Linked DNA regions of Sus scrofa: region 1 is linked to region 2. The links are chromatin contacts, called in public Hi-C maps. All regions are on one chromosome and are shown on one strand. Each heading gives the region's core, a stretch centred on a gene start, on an enhancer-like site or on the middle of the called end of the contact. The rest is flanking DNA. Distances are from core to core; before and after follow the strand shown. Region 1 has its middle 58 kb from the start of TRIB1. Region 2 has its middle 180 kb from the start of TRIB1.

The links. A called contact is a pair of places that touch in the nucleus more often than the background predicts.
Region 1: a Hi-C map of liver shows a contact between it and region 2, with 3 times the contacts expected there. The contact joins two enhancer-like sites. A contact is called at or near these places in 6 of 47 Hi-C or Micro-C datasets (blood, liver, retroperitoneal adipose tissue and 1 more) and 2 of 2 datasets of contacts at active chromatin or transcription factors (alveolar macrophages and skeletal muscle).

What each region holds. Positions count from the first base shown.
Region 1 is chr4:14,236,949-14,243,486 of Sscrofa11.1, forward strand. No RefSeq gene overlaps it. Among named protein-coding and RNA genes, the nearest start is that of TRIB1, 58 kb to the right of the region's middle. Within about 2 kb of position 4,228, at least 15 of the 83 cell types and tissues checked have an H3K27ac peak or open chromatin away from gene starts, as enhancers often do. A contact at or near this core is called in alveolar macrophages and liver, where this site is marked.
Region 2 is chr4:14,115,809-14,122,159 of Sscrofa11.1, forward strand. No RefSeq gene overlaps it. Among named protein-coding and RNA genes, the nearest start is that of TRIB1, 180 kb to the right of the region's middle. Within about 2 kb of position 1,778, at least 27 of the 83 cell types and tissues checked have an H3K27ac peak or open chromatin away from gene starts, as enhancers often do. A contact at or near this core is called in alveolar macrophages and liver, where this site is marked.

The sequences.
Region 1 (6,538 bases), core at 2,978-5,477, 120 kb after region 2:
CGACCTACCCCGCAGCTCACGGCAACCCACTGAGCAAGACCGGGGATCGAACCTGAAACCTCATGGTTCCTAGCCAGATTTGTTTCCGCTGCACCACGACGGGAACTCCAAAAATTTTAATCTTTATTCACTTACAAATAAACCCATTTCACAGTCATAGAAAGAATATCTTTTCATGAAAAAGAACCTTATTTACCAAAATAAAACAAAAATAAGTGAAAAGGGTGGCAGTGTTTTATATCTGGCAAATGTCATATTGGGCTTAAGAGAAGGCAGCTGGGTTTCCGTATCTGCTTCTGCATTCAGGACTGTGCAAGTAGCTGTTTGGATTAAAGTGTATAAAGAGGAGTTCTCGTCATGGCTCAGCGGAAACGAATCTGACTAGCATCCATGAGGACACAGGTTCAAAACCTGGCCTCACTCAGTGGGTTAAGGATCCAGCATTGCCGTGAGCTGTGGCGTAGGTCACAGATGCAACTCAGATCCTGTATTGCTGTGGCTCTCACATAGGCCGGCGGCTACAACTCCGAGTCAACCCCTAGCCTGGGAACTTCTATATGACGAGGGTACGGCCCTAAATAGACTAAAATAAATAAAGTGTGTAACGAATATCCTGGGATCTCACTGACCTCCCCCTGCAAGGGTCCCCGAACCAGATTTTGAGAATCACAGCCCTACAGCACACTACCTCATTTCTGATTCTCCAAACCCAAGTTTCCAGATGTGTGGTTGCACAAAGTAGATGCTTAATGTGTGTGTTGAGTGAATAATGGCGTAAGTCTAGGGCAAAGCAAGGGGAGGAAAAGTCTTAGGTCTACAAGCAGGTTTAGGCTTCATCTATGAGCTTCCATTATCAAGGTCCTGCCTTCTTGGGGTGGGGGAAGAGAAAGAATGTCGGAAAAACATTCTATGCTGGACTGCTGTGAAAGGTTGTACAGGTTGTGGACTCTGCAAGAATATCTGAGAGGGTGAATGGAGGCAGGAATCCAGCCATGTTCTGCTCACCAAAGCTTAAGCCATGGAACAGGGGTAAGGAAGGGGTGACTCCTCCTAATCTCGAGAGTGCCAATAGCAGCCAAGGCCACACCCCATGGATGTGAGTCGCTCAAACACATCTGGGTGGAGCCAGGGACAGGCAAATCCCAAATTCTTGGAGAGGTTCCAGGAGATGCTGCGACCACCCGTGGACTGAGCCAGAGACTGGACACAAGTCCTCATTTCTGAGCCTCTTACACAGCCTAGACCTGCCTCTGGACAACCACAAACCCAGAAAGCAAGGGGCCCTGGCAGGCAGCCACGTGGATTGGCACCGACTGCATACGCCGCCCTCCACCCTGGCAAAGGACATCAAAGAAACGGGCAGCACGGTCTGCTAGTCTTTACTGTAGTGCAGTGGTTCCTGGTCCTGGAGGACGTTTGCCAAAGTCTGGAAACCTGCTGTGTTGTCACAGTTGCAGGGACGGGCAGACAGTGCTGCTGGCATCTGGTGGGTGGATACTGGGGATGCTGCTCAATGTTCTACAGTGCACAGAACAGCCCCCCACAATGAGGGACATCAGCTCAAAATGTGAACAGTGCTGAGGTTGAAAAACTCTAGTGCAAGGAAAAAACTATGAGCTGTATACTCAGAGGTACTAGGTTCAAATCCCAGCTCGGCCACTTTGTAATTCTGTAACAGAGGGCAGGTCGCTTGCTTCCCTTTTCTGTAAAATGAAGGGAATAATACCTACCCTGCAAGATTGTCCCGAGGATCAAATGAGGGAGGGGGCTGCCCCAACTTGCCAAATGAGGGCAGTGACCTCAAATTCTGACTCAACCAGGCTCGAAGAGACAGTAACAATAATTTTTATATCCAGTGTCTGCCGCCAGCCTGCACTCTACTGGCTGCCAGGTAAACGGGCTCTGCTTCCTTTCAGGAAGCTCACAGCCCAGCAGGCAAGTAAAAGTTCCAAGGTGGCAGCTATTTAAGTCGCCATGCATGTGAACGGGGTCTGGAAGGTTCAAAAATAAAAGGGTTTACGAGTGGAAAGGTTTTTTTCTCTTTTTTCCAAAAAAGGAATTCTTTACAGTGTTATTTTTATGTTGTTTTTCCTATCAAAAGAAGCAAGGGTGAGGGGACGTGAATTCAACTGGTTTTTTAAAAAATAAAACATGTGATGGAGTTCCCATCAAGGCTCAGTGGTTAATGAATCTGACTAGGAACCATGAGGTTGTGGGTTCGACCCCTGGCCTTGCTCAGTGGGTTAAGGATCTGGCATTGCCATGAGCTGTGGTGTAGGTTGCATACGCGGCTCGGATCCCACGTTGCTGTGGCTCTGGTGTAGGCCGGTGGCTACAGCTCCGATTCAACCCCTAGCCTGGGAACCTCCATATGCCGCGGAGCAGCCCTAGAAATGGCAAAAAAAATACAAAATAAAAAATAAAATAAAACTTGTAAATGATTGAATCTGAACACAAATGCCCTTCCTTGTAGGCCTTAACAGTGGTCTGGGCATAAATCTAATTTCCCACACATCATCTCATTTTCTTTTTCTTCTTTTTTAATTTTATGGCCATACTTATGCCACAGCTGTGGCAATGCAGGATCCATTGATGCACAATGCTGGACTAGGGATCAAACCCACAGCAACCTGAGCCACTGTGGTGGTAGGATCCTTAACCTACTGCACCATGGTGGGGGCTTCACATCAAATCATTTTCTAATGTGTGATTAATATTTGACAAAGGGAAGTACTGGATCTTTTGTAAAATGAAGATATGCCCCCTAATTTATCGGCTCTGAGCATCTGTACTTTCATATTAGGTGAAGCTAGACCCACCTGCGGAAGGTAAGTGCCTTTTCAATGCTGTTGGGCAGCAGGTGTGTGTGATGGGTGGGGGCAATCAGAGAAGGCTTCCTGGAGGAGGCAAGATTTGGGCCACATATGTGAAAGCAGTCATCAGTGGGCAGAAGGGAAGGCTAGCTGAGAGCTGGAAGGACACAGGCAAAGGCCCAAGGACAAAAGCCCCCAAAGCTACCAGCACAGTCGGAGGGGAGGCCTTAGAAAGTCAGTATGAGCCCCTCCCCCTCCCCCATTGGCAGAGCTGCTTGGCCTCCAGGGCGCTCAGGTGGAAAAGCCAGTGAGCCAGGTAGAAATGAGTCACAAAGGTTTCATCACCGCAGTGCCCTTCAGTCTCTTCCTGTCCTGCTGCTGGGAAGCTGGGAGGCCGCCTTCTCACACTCAGAGGCTCCCACACCCACCCACACCAGGAGGCCTCAGCCCCGGCTGAATCCCACCTCACCTCCACCCCGCAGGATGCCCCACATACAGCCCAACACTGGAGCATCCCGGACACCGCACTTCCCCTCTCTGAGCCTCAGCCTCCTGGTGTGGAGAACGAAGCTGATAACATTCACCTTCTAGGGTTCTTGGCTGGAAGCAAGAGGAAAGTGCTAGACATCCTGCCTCACACCCACTCCTTAAGGAAGGGTCTGTCCAGCCCCCTACTCCCACACCCCCATCCTTCTGGCTGCCTCCTCCATGGACCTCTCCCTGGAGGGGCTGCATGCCACCCTCTTCCCCACAAGCTCTTTTGAGAAGCTCTGCCAAGACGGAGGGACCTGAGACGTGAAGGTTATACTAGAGCAAGTTTGGGATCAGACAGGGCTGGGAGAGCAGACTCTGAACATCCCTCCCCGCCTGGCTCCCCACACGCATTCACAGTAATAACAAAAATCCCCTTGGCTGGGCACCGACTAAGCCATGGGTCCTGGGCTGGGCGTTTTCACCCAGCAGTGCATGTGTCCCTCAAGGAAGCAGCGGACACACATGAAAACCGAAGCTTAGGGAAGTAAGCAGCTTGCCAAGAACGGCATGGCCTGCAGAGCCAGACCGCATGCTGCTTGAATCAAATGGCCGTGTCCTTTCTGCTGGACCAGCTTCCCAACGACCTTCTCACCGACCCTGCAACCCACCCACGTGCACTTCAGTCTCTCATTTGGGGCAGCCCTAGAGTCTGGTGGATTCACCCCCACCTCCTTTGCCCAGGTCCTCCTTTGGCAGAAAGGTGGGAAAACCAAATATTCAACTGCCCTATCTCCCTTGCAATTAAGGGGTTACCAGATGGCACCATTGTGACGGGTGAACTATAAGCAGAAATGTGCTGGGCAGCAGGGAGGCATCTGGGAAAGTTTATGACTTTCCCAATAAAAAGTAAACAGCCCCAGCTGGTGTCATCTCCTGCTGCTTCCTCCTGCCTGGCCGATGGGCACGATGCCCATCTCGCAACCAGAAGGCTGAAAGTCAACACACCAAGATGGCAGAGCACAAAGATTAAAAAAAAAGCCTGGATCTGGATGACACTGTTGAGTCGGACCTGCCTGCCTCCAGACTTCTTGTTTTGTTTTGTTTTGAAGTTCATTGTGTCCTTTCTTTCTTTCTTTATTTTGCTTTTTAGGGCCACACCCACAGCACATGTAATCAGAGCTACAGCTGCTGGTCTACACCACAGCCACAGCAATGGGGGATCCAAGCCATATCTGCTACCTACACCACAGCACACAGCAATGCCGGATCCTTAACCCACTGAGCAAGGCCAAGGATCGAACCTGCATCCTCATGGATGCTAGTCAGATTCGTTTCCGCTGAGCCACGAAGGGAACTCCCAGACTTCTTGTTTTGTGAGAAAAAGAGTCCCCTCATTCTTTAAGCCACTTTGCCTTAGTCTTCTGTTACTCTTAATGCGTTATTCAAGCCACAATCCAACACTCCAACCAACCCACATCCAGGAGTTCCCGTTGTGGCTCAGTGGTAACAAACCCACCAGGATCCATGAGGACATGGGTTTGATCCCTGACCCCGCTCTGTGGGTTAAGGATCTGGTGTTGCTGTGGCTGTGGTGTAGGCGGGTAACTGCAGCTCTGGTTTGACCCCTAGCCTGGGAAGGTCCATATGCTACAGGTGTGGCCCTAAAAAAAAAAAAAAAAAAATACAGCCAACACACATCCATGCCCCAAGCCCCACTCCAGCACCATCTCTTAGTGCTAGTAATCCATATATTTGCTCCCCCACTTCCCCCAATACACCAAACTGCCCACCTAACCCCAGCACCCCCACCCTGGCACAGCCTTAAGCCACAAACTTTCCTCCACAAGGGGCTGAAAGGCTATTCATTCCATCATCTGCTCCCCCCACACCCCTCCCATCGTTCACCCTGCAGCCATCCCCTCGTCCCTCACCTTCCCCCCCCCACGCTTTATCACCTCCTCCATCAAGCAGTTATTTGGGGAAGAGAACTCCCAAAGGTCGATAGACCTTCCAGTCTCGTTTCTATGTCCCGAGTTAGGACAAATCTCGTTATCCATCCTAGGTCCTGCACTCCTCCCGCCCCAGGGCAAAGAAATCCTCCGCTTTGGGAAAAAACAAAAAGAGAAAACACCACCACCGCACACACAAAAAGCCTTCTGTTTAAGAACTTGATTTCAAAACCCTGGAGCACGTCGATGGTTTGACAAACACGGGGTTGGGCAACGCCTCCAGGGGCCGAGAGGGACTCTCGGGGAACATCCCTCATCAGGAGTGAGCACCCGCAGTCACCCAGGGCTTTGAAGCGGCTGAGCGGCTGGCTCGCTCACTTCCGTGGGGGGTGGAGGAATGGGAGCGCCGAGGAAGAGTCCAGGCACACAGACGCAGCCCCCTTCTTTCAAAGGCCCTGGATCTGCTGCTGCCCTCGGGGTGGGATGGTGGGACGTTGATGACAGACCTACCTGAGCACAGCATCTCAGCCCTCGACAGCCCAGCCCTTCAGATCCAGACCCTGAGCCTCTAACCCTCTACAGCGCAATTTTGTTACCCCACCTGCAGCTCCCTTCGCTGATGGAGAACTGGCTTGGGGGCACAGAAAGCCCGGAGGAGAGGGGCTGGGGACCAAGGACAGATCTAGGGCAGCACCCCAGCGCCATGGCTTCTGAGTTGCATGATCTTGGGCAAGTTCCTAACTTCTTTGCCTTGCTGGCATCATTTGTAAAATCCAGATTATAATCGCACCTACCTCGTAAGATTTTTTTTTTTTTTTTTGGTCTTTTGTCTTTTTTTTCTTTAGGGCCACTCCTGCGGCATATGGAGGTTCCCAGGCTAGGGGTCAAATTGGATTTGTTGCTGCTGGCCACACCAGAGCCACAGCAACACCAGATCCGAGCCACATCTGCGACTTTACACCACAGCTCACGGCAACGCCGGATCCTTAATCCACTGAGCAAGGCCAGGGATCAAACCTGAAACATCATACTTCCTAGACTGATTCCTTTCTGCTGCGCCAAGACGGGAACTCCTCATAAGACTGTTTTGAAAATTCACTGAGATTGTATAAAAGGCTGAGAAGGACACCTAGAGCCTGAAGACACTTGGGCCAGGAGACTGGGGACTGGCATTTCGTGGCAGAAAGATCTCACCTCTCCAGGGCACCTGCTTCACCCTCCTGAAAGCTGAGCTAAGCAAATAGCTGGGGAGTTGGAGACTCCAGGTTAAAAGCTCCTGCCCAGTTTTAATCTCAATCCATG
Region 2 (6,351 bases), core at 528-3,027:
CCCCTAGTCACTGGCCCACCTCAGGCCTGCAGTTGTCGCCGTGGGGTCTGAATCAGCATCTTCAAAGTACAGGCATTATTATGAGATCATTTTACATTTGGAAAAATGAAAAAAAAACAAAAAAACAAAACCTCTTTTACTTTTCTACTATAAGTGCAACGAGGTAAAACTCACAGGTACCCATGGGAAGTGCTCTTAGAAGGTGAGGAGAGAGGGAAGACGCAGAGGGGATGCGTTCTCTGGGGGTGAATGCTCCGTTCTCTGGGGCCGCCGTGGGTTCAGTCTCCTGTGGTTTGGGGCAAGAATTCCTTCAACAGCTGCATGGTGGCCCAAACTTGATCTCTGGTTTTAGACATGCCACTTGCCATCGGTGAGCTCCAATTTTAGCAACCAAGCATCCCCATAGAGAGGAACTACTCATCTACCCCAAAATGAGAATGAGGACAAATTTCCTGGGAACTTAAACCAAAATGCAATTTGGGAGTGAATGCAGAAAAAGAAACCGAAATACACTTTCTGTTCTGCAGGTCGAAACACAGAGCTGTAGTTCCTCAAAACTTAACCCTACCTCCCAGCTGAAGAGAAGAGGAAATCAAAGTCTGTACAGCTCTGGCAGCAGTCATGCTCCAGAACTCTTCATGAAGCTTCCCTACCCTGCAGAGTCGGAAGTGACTCTTCCCCATCCCCCACCCATGCTCCTGTCCCTTGTTCCAACTGGCACATCCCACCGGGTCATTCACACGGGCAGCACCATGCCCGCCATGCCCCCACTTGGAGGGGGGATAATTTCCACCAGCTGTAGTGTGAATGGCGCCCCCTGAGTTGGGTCCCACTTCTGCCAGAACATCTTGCGGATGGCCATGATTTAAGGCTGACACTTACAAGGAGGCCACAAGCTCCTAGGTGAGTTCCTGTGACTTCTGCGTCCCTGGCACCCAGCACAGTGCCTAGTATGGAGTAGAATCTCACTAGAAACTCCTAGGGATTTCAGAAGCAATGAATGTGAAAGGAGAGTCAGCACCCCACTTAGACAGGAAGTAAGCAATTACTTTAAATAGGAGCAGCATCCTAATTAGAGTGTGGATTGTTCTTGAAATAACCTTAGATACTTTATTAGCACCATGCTGTAACCAACTGAACTAACCGGCCGGCCCGTGTGAAATAACCTTAGATATTTTAAAGGGTAGATATAACATAGTGATTAAGATCTCTGGGTCCGAAGTCAGAAGGATCTGAGTTTGAATCCCTGCTCCACAACTGCTGAACCATATTCCCAAACCTCTCTAAGCCTAGGTTTCCTCATCTGGGAGGGCCCACTGAGATCACACCTTAGCCCACTGCCTGATACACAGTAATGTCTTGGTTGTAATGACAAAGTTATGTTGTTATGGCAATTAATCAAAAACTAAACATTAATCCTAAATGGCACATTTTAGTTATCAGTACTCATATCCCCCAAGAAGGAATATGCTGAAGACGTATTGAGTGCTCAGTTAATGTTTATTGAATGACAGAGAATGAGCAAGAGACAGAGAGAATGAGAATGAAGGTGGGGGAAGGTACTAAACCAGGAGTCAGAAGAGATACAGCTTCAGATCTGACATCACTAACATTGTGACTTTGAGTCAGTACCTGTCTGGATCTCAAATTGCTCCTTCTTAAGATTGAAGGGTATCAGATGGTGTCTCAGGTCCCTTCTCCTGGAACCCTTCCCCCAGAGAGGAGCCCTGTAGCCCCTGATCATTTTTGCAGTGTTCCCTCAGATCCTGCAGGTGGTGCTACTGAGTTAAAAAGAGAATTGTTTTTTTTTTTCAGCTTGGTTCCAACTGCCAAGTCTCTGCACCAACAACAGACTGGGAATTAGGGAAATGACTGACTTGTTGCTGAAAATGCCTGGGGCAGTAAACGAATCATTCCATTTCCTTTCTTCCCTAGTTGGCCTCTCCCCGGTGCCATGAAAACTTCAGGCCCTGGATTCTAAGTCCAGTTCCACCACTTCCTGGCCAGTGACCTTGGGCAAAGGCATTTGCCTTCTTGGAGCCTAGTCTTCAAAATGAGGCAAATAATACGGACACCCCTGGAGCCCTGGGAACATTAAACAGTGGTTATCAAATAGAAGAGTCCAGTGCCTGGCACATAGTAGGTATTCAAAAAATATCCATTCCTCTTTCATTCGTAAGGACTATGGCTAGTGCTTGAGAAGTAAGGAGCAATGTGCAGTAACAGAGTAATGAGATGAGCTTCCTAGGAGAGTCAGCATGAATCGAACCTTGTAGGATGGGGAGAGTTTTCCGGACGGATCATGAATTGTTGAATAAAGCCAATTAGATCTTCACATTTACTCAGTTGAAGTTTGGGGGGTTTTGTTTTTAGTTTTTTATGGCTGCACCCATGGCATATGGAAGTTCCCGGCCCAGGGATCAAACTAGCCGCTCTGCAGTGACCCAAGCTGCTGCAGTAGGACCTACTGCACCACAGCAGAAACTCCATTTTTTCGTTCCTTTTTTTTCTTTCTTTTTAGTGTCGCACCTGCAGCACATGGAAGTTCCTGGGCTAGGGGTCAAATTGGAGCCGCAGCTGCAGGCCTACACCGCAGCCACAGCAACATGGGATCTGAGCCACATCTGTGACCTACTCAAGCAGCTCACGGCAATGCCGGATCCTTAACCCACTGAGCAAGGCCAAGGATGGAACCCAAATCCTCATGGATACTAGTCAGGTTCTTAACCCACTGAGCCATGACGGGAACTCCCTGAATTTTGTTTTTTAACCCAGCGCAGTGGCCGCTGCACTCCAGTAGGGCAGAGTCTAGTAAGAGCAAGGCTTAGGATGGAAGTGACTGCAACAGAGGGAATTAGTCCTGTCCTAATGATGACGATGGTGATAACACTAAATCCCGGTGGGATTTGTGAATGGGAAGCGCTGGGTAAAACTGGCTCTGTGTTCAATCCTCCTCACAGAGACGCGGTCACTGTCTCTAGTTCTACTTGAGGAAACACACCGCCTCTCTGCAAGTGACGCAGGTGGGGTCTGAAATCAGACTGGAGGCTACGCTGGATGTGCAGCGCTGGGGGTACAAGGAAGAAGCAAGTCCACACTGTCGGTAGGTGGGAGGGAGGCCCGCAGAAGGAGGCCCGCAGAGGGAGGACACAAGACTCGGAGGTCTGGACGTGGGAACAGGGCATCGACTCTGCAGAGAGGCCTGCAGCGCTGAGCTCTGGAGTTCAGCCTGTTCCCGGAGAGGACGGGACTCACTGCAGGGTTCCAATCAGGGGGATGCTGAGGGGAAGGAAATGGGCCCCCGCTGCCTCTCCCCTCGCCCCCTCAGCCCCCAGGAATCTGGGCCAAGACAGAATCCTCGGGCTTCTAATTAACGTGCCCATCAAGGAGCCTGTCCAGCCTCCATGTGGCGCGTAAATAATTTACAGTGATGGAGCGTGTTTATGTAGGATGGCAGCCAGCAGCCTGCTCCTTCAGCCTCAGTGCTTCTTCTCGCTCCGCTGGCCAACAAGCTCCCCCAGGACCCACAGGGAGGAGTCAGAGGCTGGAGCACCCAAGGACTCCTTCCCATGTGCCCGTCCCTGGGGAGGCAAGGGAGTTCATGGTCCAGGACAGCTGAGGAGCGATGGGCCCCAGTTCCCAAGGAAATCATGTCCTCTTCCAACGAGTTAGAAAGGGTTGACGTGGCCTCGGGGATGGGGCCGAGGGCTGGGCTGGGAAGTAAGGAGCTGAGCCGGGTGGAGAAGGGGAGAGAAAGAGAGAGAGGGAAAGGGAGGGAGGGAGAGAGAGACAGAGAGAGAGAGAGAGGAGAGAGGCTTCCTGCCTGAGCCTGCAAGGGCCTGGACTGTGGGTGCACTGAGCTTCCCTGCCCAGGAATGAGCGTTCCCAAGGAACACTCCTCAAGCCCATGTACCTTCTCTCCCCTCAAGGCAAAAATGAAAATATTACTCTCCCAAGTGCAGGAATAAAGCAGCACAGATGTGACTGTGAGTATTAAGAAGAAATAGACATATATTTGGTCTTCATTAAGGTTCCTTACCTAGAATTCCTGAACCTCTTGGAATTTCCTGGGTGAAGAAGAGTGATCAGGATGTCTTTTGTTATTTAAGCAAGGTAACTTTAGGAAAGCCATTACTTCACCCGAGGGGGGCGTGGGCTCTTGTGACCCGGGGAGCTTTGATTCGAGGGTGGGAAATTTCAGCCCCACCCTCCAGCCTCCTGGCAGGGGAGAAGGGCTTGCGATAGAGTTCCATCGCCCAAGGTCAGCGACTCAGCCATCCTGCCACATCCTGACATCCCCATAAACATCCCAAAGGACCGACTCTTAGAAAGCTTCTGGGTCCAAGAACCAAGAGTTTATCCACGTGCCAGAGGCTGGCCCCCAAACTCCACAGTGCAGAAGCTCTGCTGTTTGGGATCTCACCTTATATAGCTCCTCATCTGGCTGTTGCTTCATATCTTTTAATAGTCTGTAATAAACTGGTAATCTGGTGAGTAAATTGATTTCCTGAGTTCTGTGAGCTGCTCTAGCAAAGTAATTGAACCCAAGGCAGGGATCATGGGAACCTCCCATTTATTTCCAGCTGGGCAAAAGCACAGGTAACAACCTGGACTTGCAATAAACCCCAGTCTTGTGGGACTGAGCCCTTAGCTTATGAGATCTGATGCTACTTCAAACAGCAAGAAATAACGTCAGAATTTAGTTAAATTGTAGGACACCCAGCAGGTATTCCAGAGAATTACTTGGTGATGTGGGGGAAAAAACATACATCCCAGTTGGTGTCAGAATCAAAATCAAAATATCTAATTTTGCATTGTCCTATGAACTATGTTGAGGTCGCATTTAGCTACATTGTGAAACCAAGGTCTGCCACGTGTAAATTTGGGGGGTTTTTTGTGTGTGTCTTTTGTTCTTTTAGGGCCGCACCTGCAGCATGTGGAGGTTCCCAGGCTAGGGGTCCAATTGGAGCTACAGATGCCAGCCTACGCCAGAGCCACAGCAACACCAGATCTGAGCCGAGTCTGCGACCTACACCACAGCTCACGGCAATGCCGGATCCTTAACCCACTGAGTGAGGCCAGGGATTGAACCTGCAACCTCATGGTTCCTAGTCGTGTTCGTTTCCACTGCGCCACAACAGGAACTCCAGTTACGTGTAAATTTGTATCTAAACCAAGTTGGTGAGATGTTGTGAATTGAGATGGATAATGGAAGCTTAAGTTTAAGTTCAGGCTGAATAGAAAGAAGCCTATTTCTCAAATCTAGAAAGAAGAGGACATGGCTAAATTGTATAAGGATTGCTACCAATTAGGATTTGTACGAAAACTTCCAAAATTTAACTAGATGTTTGCATTTTATTAAGTTCTTGCTATAACTCTTAATTATCTTCTTAATATATTAACCTATGATATTGAGTGAAAGAAATATGTGGCAGTAGCTTCATCTCACACACACACACGAATTCTCATTATTTATGGTAGTTATGTTCTGTAAAGTTCCCATGAATACTGAATTAGTGTTGTACCACTGTTCCTAGGGGAAATAGAAGGTTAAGTTCCTATGAGCCTCTGGTCACAATATTTTCATCAACCCATCAATACATAACCTTGTTTTATGCATGTTTCTGTTTAAAGATACTTTAATATATATTGTTGATTAATTAACCCTGATCTCACAGTTAACAACACTAAAACCTGTGCCAGAAGAAGCTTAACTAATATACCTGTACCTTCCCCGAAGGCCCTTCACAGCCCTCTGTGCTTAGGATAGCAGACAGCACAAGAGACTACACTTGGGGGTGATTTTAAACAGCAAAATCACCCAAAAGGAGAACAGAAGTTTTCGGAAGATGGCACTAAATAGATGACAAAAGAACCCTTGTTTACAGTACAGGAGCTGAAACAAGAGGGCAGAGCACTGTTCAGGCAGGACCAGGAATATTGGGTGAGTCAAAGGTTTTCACTCCTCTGCACCTGTCCACAAATGAGTGTCCACAAATATCATGCCACTAATATGTTTGGTGGTTACAAGCAAATATGGGCAAGTAGGCAATATGCGCAATCCACAAATATTGAGGTCAACCACATTTTAAATATATATGTATATAATATATACTTTGTATATATGTGTTTATGTATATATATGTGTGTGTGTATATATATTTGGTGTATATATGTGTGTGTGCATATATATATTTATACACACCATATACATACATATATATGGTGTATATACATACATAGGTATGTGTGTATTATATATACACACATAACTGTGGTCCCCAGGGATACTGGTCCATTGGGAGCCCCTCCCCAAGTTTCCCCAGGCCCTCCAGGCTGTTGGAAAACAGC